Linked DNA regions of Anas platyrhynchos: region 1 is linked to region 2. A link is a contact called in public Hi-C data. All regions are on one chromosome and are shown on one strand. The core of a region is the stretch at or near the end of the contact, and the rest is flanking DNA. Distances in the headings are between cores, read along the strand shown.

What was found. A called contact is a pair of places that touch in the nucleus more often than the background predicts.
Region 1: a contact with region 2 is called in a Hi-C map of subcutaneous adipose tissue, with 3 times the contacts expected there. The contact joins two enhancer-like sites. A contact is called at or near these places in 5 of 8 Hi-C or Micro-C datasets (F1 follicle, liver, skeletal muscle and 1 more).

What each region holds. Positions count from the first base shown.
Region 1 is chr6:28,803,972-28,806,705 of IASCAAS_PekinDuck_T2T, reverse strand. All of the region lies in intron 5 of SH3PXD2A (SH3 and PX domains 2A), which reads left to right. Among named protein-coding and RNA genes, the nearest start is that of SH3PXD2A, 130 kb to the left of the region's middle. Within about 2 kb of position 1,370, at least 1 of the 8 cell types and tissues checked has an H3K27ac peak or open chromatin away from gene starts, as enhancers often do. A contact at or near this core is called in subcutaneous adipose tissue, where this site is marked.
Region 2 is chr6:28,718,208-28,720,907 of IASCAAS_PekinDuck_T2T, reverse strand. It overlaps SH3PXD2A (SH3 and PX domains 2A), which reads left to right. Exons shown (of 15, transcript XM_072039762.1): 11 at 1,743-1,860. Among named protein-coding and RNA genes, the nearest start is that of NEURL1, 170 kb to the right of the region's middle. Within about 2 kb of position 1,312, at least 1 of the 8 cell types and tissues checked has an H3K27ac peak or open chromatin away from gene starts, as enhancers often do. A contact at or near this core is called in subcutaneous adipose tissue, where this site is marked.

The DNA of each region.
Region 1 (2,734 bases), core at 121-2,620, 86 kb before region 2:
CACATTTTTAAGAGGAGTGGTGTATTTTTAAGCTCCCGCTGTGGCATGCGATGAAGGTCGACCAGCTGAACTGGGATCTCTGAGAGACCGAGAAACAAAACCCCGGTCTCTGCTCTTCCTCTGTGACTTTGGGCCAGGTACTTGTTTTTGCTCCGCTGGCCGTTGTGAAATGCCACGGCAGCTCATCCCTGCTCTTCTGGTGCCTGAGGAGTGAGATTCACCCACATTTCTGGGTGCTCAGCTGTGAAGGTAACGTGGCCATGGCCATATGGCCCTGGCAGCATTGAGATGCTCAGAAGTGTTCACAGCATGGTCTGATCCCAGTGGTTCCCAGCCTGAACTGTGTTTTTGCTGCTGAGATGTTCCTGACTTTAAGCATTGAGCAAAACTGCTCCTGGAGACGTATTTTCAGCTTTCTTACCATTTTTTTCTGTTAGCTTTCAAGTCTTCCCAGATTTTCTTCAGGGATGGCCTTGAGCCACAGCCCCAGGGCCGGCACATGGGGTCCCCTCTGTGCATGCAGCCTCCTCTTGTGTGCCCCAGGATTTCAGCTGCTTGCTTGGCTTCCTCAATGTACTTTGAAGACCCTTCAAAGAAGGGGCAGGCAACAGAGGGGTCAGGGGCGAAGTAATGTTTGCAATTTGAACAGTTCCTCCACTGGTTAGAGAGATCCTGGAACCTGCTCGGCATGAGTTGGCCTTCAGATGCTGGGGACGAAGAGGTAGCCAAAACTCACCGACATTCCTTCTCCATCACCATCCCAGGTTTGTTTTGGTACACGCAGGGCTCTGAACTAATATTTTCACAGATCTATTGTAAAGGTGTTTCTTGGGTAAAACCAGAGCATTTTCCCTTTTCTTCATGTTTACTGGGTGAAGAGGCTTGGTGTCATTATCACTACAAAGAAATGAAATATATTCCCTACCACAAAACCTCGCATTCTTCAGTGTAGAACAAAGGCGCATAAATAACCAGCAGAGGGGACGTGCCTGACCTCTACTATATGTGGAGTTCACTGTTCCAGACCCTTGGTTTTTATTCTGGACAGTGATTTAGAAGGAAAAGCTTTTATCTAATCATGAGCTAGGCCTCAGCACAGCTCCCCAGGCACCGCTAATGGATGGGATGCACGGCGGAGCTTGAAGGATTTTATCCTAGCTGCGTTAAATGGAGAGCTGAGTTTCTGGTGCTGCACACGGTATTGCTTGCTAGATAAGGATTGTACCAGAGGGGCCCTGGGAGCTCCCTTCAAACCTCTGCAGTGCCGGGCAAGCAGGGTTTGGCTGTTTGCTCTGGTACCAGCACTGGGAGCCGAGGATGAGCTGGTAGCTGCTGCCGGAGAGCCAGCGGATGCAATGCAGGGAGGCCCTGTTCCAGGAATTAGCTTTGGTCCCAGAGGATGACTGGGGAAGAAATCATTAATAAGTAGGTTATTGGCAGCAGGACACGATTTCGCTTTCTGATTCATAATCCCTGCTGCTGCCTCTCACAGCTGATATGCCCAGATTTTGGTTTTTGACCTTGCAGTATTTTTTAGCAAGGAGAGGTTATTCAAAATAGTATGAATAGTCTGAATTTGGCTCAGTACTGGGAGCCGAGAGCAGCACAGATCTTTGTGTTTCACATTTACAGTCGTGTTTATGCACTGTGGTTGCAGCCTGGTGTGATATGCTGTGTGTCTGCATTGCCTTTGGTCTTGCTTGGCTGGACACCACGGCGGAGACCTCAGTTCAGGACACGCAGACCTCTGGGGACCGCAGGGCTGCTCTCGTTCCCCATCCCAGCCTGTAGGTGCTGCTCCACGTGGAGGAGCTCACAGCCAGGCATGGAAGGCATGCCACTGATAGGAGAGGCATCGTTCCTCCTGAGAGTGAATTCATATTATCCAGCTTCTGGCATTTTAAGTCACAAAGGGAGAAAACAGTGCACACAAGCAGACTGCAGGACATGAGCTGTGCAGAACCTGGTCGATATTCTGAGCTTGTGAGCTCCTGAGCAAGCCAGAGCAGCAGCCTAAAAGAAGGGGGTGTGATTCCCAAGAAGGGATGACATTTTCCTTCCACCCACATCTGCTAAGACATAGACACAGCGTGAACAGTTACAGCAGTAATAAGCTGCCAGTGGCCATTTACCCTAGTAAACATAGGGATCCTTCATATTCCAGGCCAGCAGTACCTGTGAGGCAGTGTGCATTTTGAAGGAACAAGTAATTTCTCTTTTAGCCAAATTAAAAGGTCTTCTTCTATAGCCAGCAGACTGGATGGGAATAATTAAATTCATTCATTATTTCTCTTCACTTTTATGGACTGAGAACACGGAAAAAGATATTGGAAATACCACACACACCCTCTTTGGAGAAGTACGAGGTGAATTAAAAGTTAATGTCTGGACTGAGAATTGTCAGGAGTTACATAAAAGGAACGAGGAGAAACTCGCTGTTTTCTGTGGGAGCGGGTCTGAACAACCTCCAATTTTGTACCTAAACTGGGCTGTAAAATTTAAGATCTACTCAGACTTTGCACTGTTTCCTAGTGTGTGATGGTACTTTTGTATTTGGCATGCCTTGATGCTTTTACATTCAGCACAATGCACTTTTGAATGTCTATAAAAGGATGACCTTCTGTTGTTTTTTTCCAGAGGTGCTTCGTTTTTAATGCTGGTCACCTTAAGAAACCAGTTGGCATGATTTGAGCTGTTTTAGTGCAAGTAAACAGGCAGGTATTTGAGGTCAATA
Region 2 (2,700 bases), core at 63-2,562:
CTCTACCATGCAAAGCAGAAACACAGCACAGAGAACTGTCCTGTGACTTTGAAGTTGGGTTTCGTGTCTGTGGGGAAGGTGTGGTATCTTGATGGTGCTAATTACAAACTAGCTGAAACTCCTTAGCAGTAATAAAGTGGCTGCATTAACAGGGAGCAGGAGAGAATATTTTCCTCTTGGGGACAAAGATTCCGATGGATTTTATTCCATCGGAGTTAGAAAGCTCTACTGTGACCCGTCAAAGGAAGTTGGCTTATGAGATGCAGTTTTGCTGAATTTTCTGCCACCAGATGCTCTGCCAATGTTTTTTTCCCCCCATTTCAGAGGTATTATTTCTTACTCTGTCTCAGTAAGGCTTTTCTAAGTTTCCATGTTTCTCCCAGCAACAAAATGCATTTGAGCCACAAGACCAAACAGATGGCTGGGTCTGCTTCGCTCTTTCCAAACGAGCGCTTGCCTCAAGCTGCTGCAACCTTTTCATAGCTCCTTTGTTCTGCAGCGATCAGGAACTCTGCATTCGCTTAATTTCCTGCCAGTTCCTGTGCACTGACAGCCCCCTGTTTGTTCCTGGCCGTGCCTTGTTGTGACTGCCAGCAGAAAGGGCTAGGAAGGCCGGTTGGGGTGTGCTTTATTGCTTGCCTTCCCTGCCTTTGATCTAGCCACAGAAACTCATGCTGTTACATGCACTGCAGCCTGGGTTCAGGAGAAGGGTTTGGTAACTTTTTCCACGTCTGCTGCTGCAAAGCGAGGCTGGCACTTCATGTTTTCAATGCCAGTTGTAATTTTTCAAGCTAACGGAGGGAAAGGTTGACCCCGAGCATGATGGAGGTGTTGCAGTAAGTGACTCCTGGTGGGCAGAGGAAGATGCTGAGAAAGTGTTTGCTCTGTTCATTGGCTTGTGCTCAGCAAGTTGGCTCACTTCTGCCCAGCCTGGAAAGGAGATAGCATCCCCCATCCACCTCCAGCAGCTAAGTTTTTGGCTTAACCCCCCTGCTTGAAATCCAGCCTGTGCTTTTGAAGTACGTGTCTCGGTTCTGGCCCTCCTTTCCCACTGCCACCTGCGTACTTCTCTGGAGTGAGGTCTTGCAGAAGCGTGTTTGCAAACACTTCACAACCCATGAATGCAAGATGATGTATGGTCTCCTGTTAAATGCACACCCCTTTTGTTCACATGTCACTTCTTTTAATGGTGTTTCAAGCTCGTTCCTGTAGCCCCACGCCGCTCTGGAGCTGCGGGGAGAGCAGCGAGCGTGCTGGGCCAGCCCCTTGGAGCTGGGGAGCATCGGTCCCTCTCAGGATACAGGGCTCGGGTTTCAGTAACACAATGCTTCGTGCAACCATGTGCGTGTTCAAAAGAGCCAACTGGCTGGAGCTCCCGCGGTGACGCTCGGCTGATTTGGCAGCCGGGCTGATTCTGTCAAGTTACAGTATGGGAGTTAAGTCCAGCTTCAAATCCTCTTTCTTACCCGCTCGAGGAACTTGGGGAGGGGGGGAAACTCTCAGGGGACTTTGTGTCATTATTGGCATGGAAATGCTCGGTGATTATCAGCAGCAGGGCAGTGGCAAGGGGCTGATTATCTATCATGTCGTCAGCATAAATAATCAGTGGGCCCCTGAGCTGGGCTCCGCCTTTTGTAATGGCTCCACGTAATCGCTGCACAACAGTTTAAAAGCAAGCAGAACAGAAAAACAGCTGGACTAATCCTGACCCTAACTGATGTTGCCTTTTCTCCCTTCACTAGAAGAGAAATATGTCACCATCCAGCCGTACGCCAGCCAGGGGAAGGATGAGATTGGGTTCGAAAAAGGGGTCACCGTGGAGGTCATCCAAAAGAACCTGGAAGGATGGTGGTACATCAGGTAAAGCAGCTGCACGGCCACATTGCTGCAGAACCTGTGGCAATGAGCTTTTCTGATCGTTTGCTTAATGTTAGTACATAAGTAATTCTTGTTCGTGAGGACGCCCCTCTTGCATCTTGAAGGAATGTAAAGAAAAGGCTAAGGCCATGCTGATTAAAGAAATAGCACAGTGTATGCAAAAGCTGTAGACTTCGAGTGGGGGAAATTCCTTAACTTCTCAATGTTTTCTTCTTCCTTCAAGTTAAAAGCCCATCTCTGAGTTGATACGAGAGCCCTAACAGTGATTTCTGTTGTGTGTGATTTTAATGTGCTTCTGGTATGGGAGGTTTTCTGCAGCCCATTTAAATCTATTTATAGCAACCGTGAAAGGCTGACTGTGGTCTGCTGAGCTATTTGGGCAGGTGGTGTTATTCCCTGGGACAGAAAAGATAACTTTGGCTGTGGCCCTTTTCCAAACTTACTAGTTGATAAGTCGAATCCATCAATTTGCCTGACTTCTGCCTATCCAGATCAGGTATTCAGGCAAGCAGAGGGGCTGTGGTTGAAGGGCAGGCGAAGTTGTCATTGTGTATCTACCTTTGTTATGTATTTGAAATAGCAGTCATAGAGGACAGACTTGTGACTTAAAGGGATTTTTATGGGAAAATGTAGGTCAGGTGTGTCTAAGACAGTGGTATAAGGTGTAAGAAGTACTTAATGAGATCTTTCTCCATTTGGGTCCATGGAGCACTTGGGTTTTAGTGCTCTGTTGTGATTCTGCCCCTTTGTAATATAGACATTGCTTAGATGTGTGGACCGGGCCATACTGACACCCCATGCCTTAAAAAGGCACCACAGGTG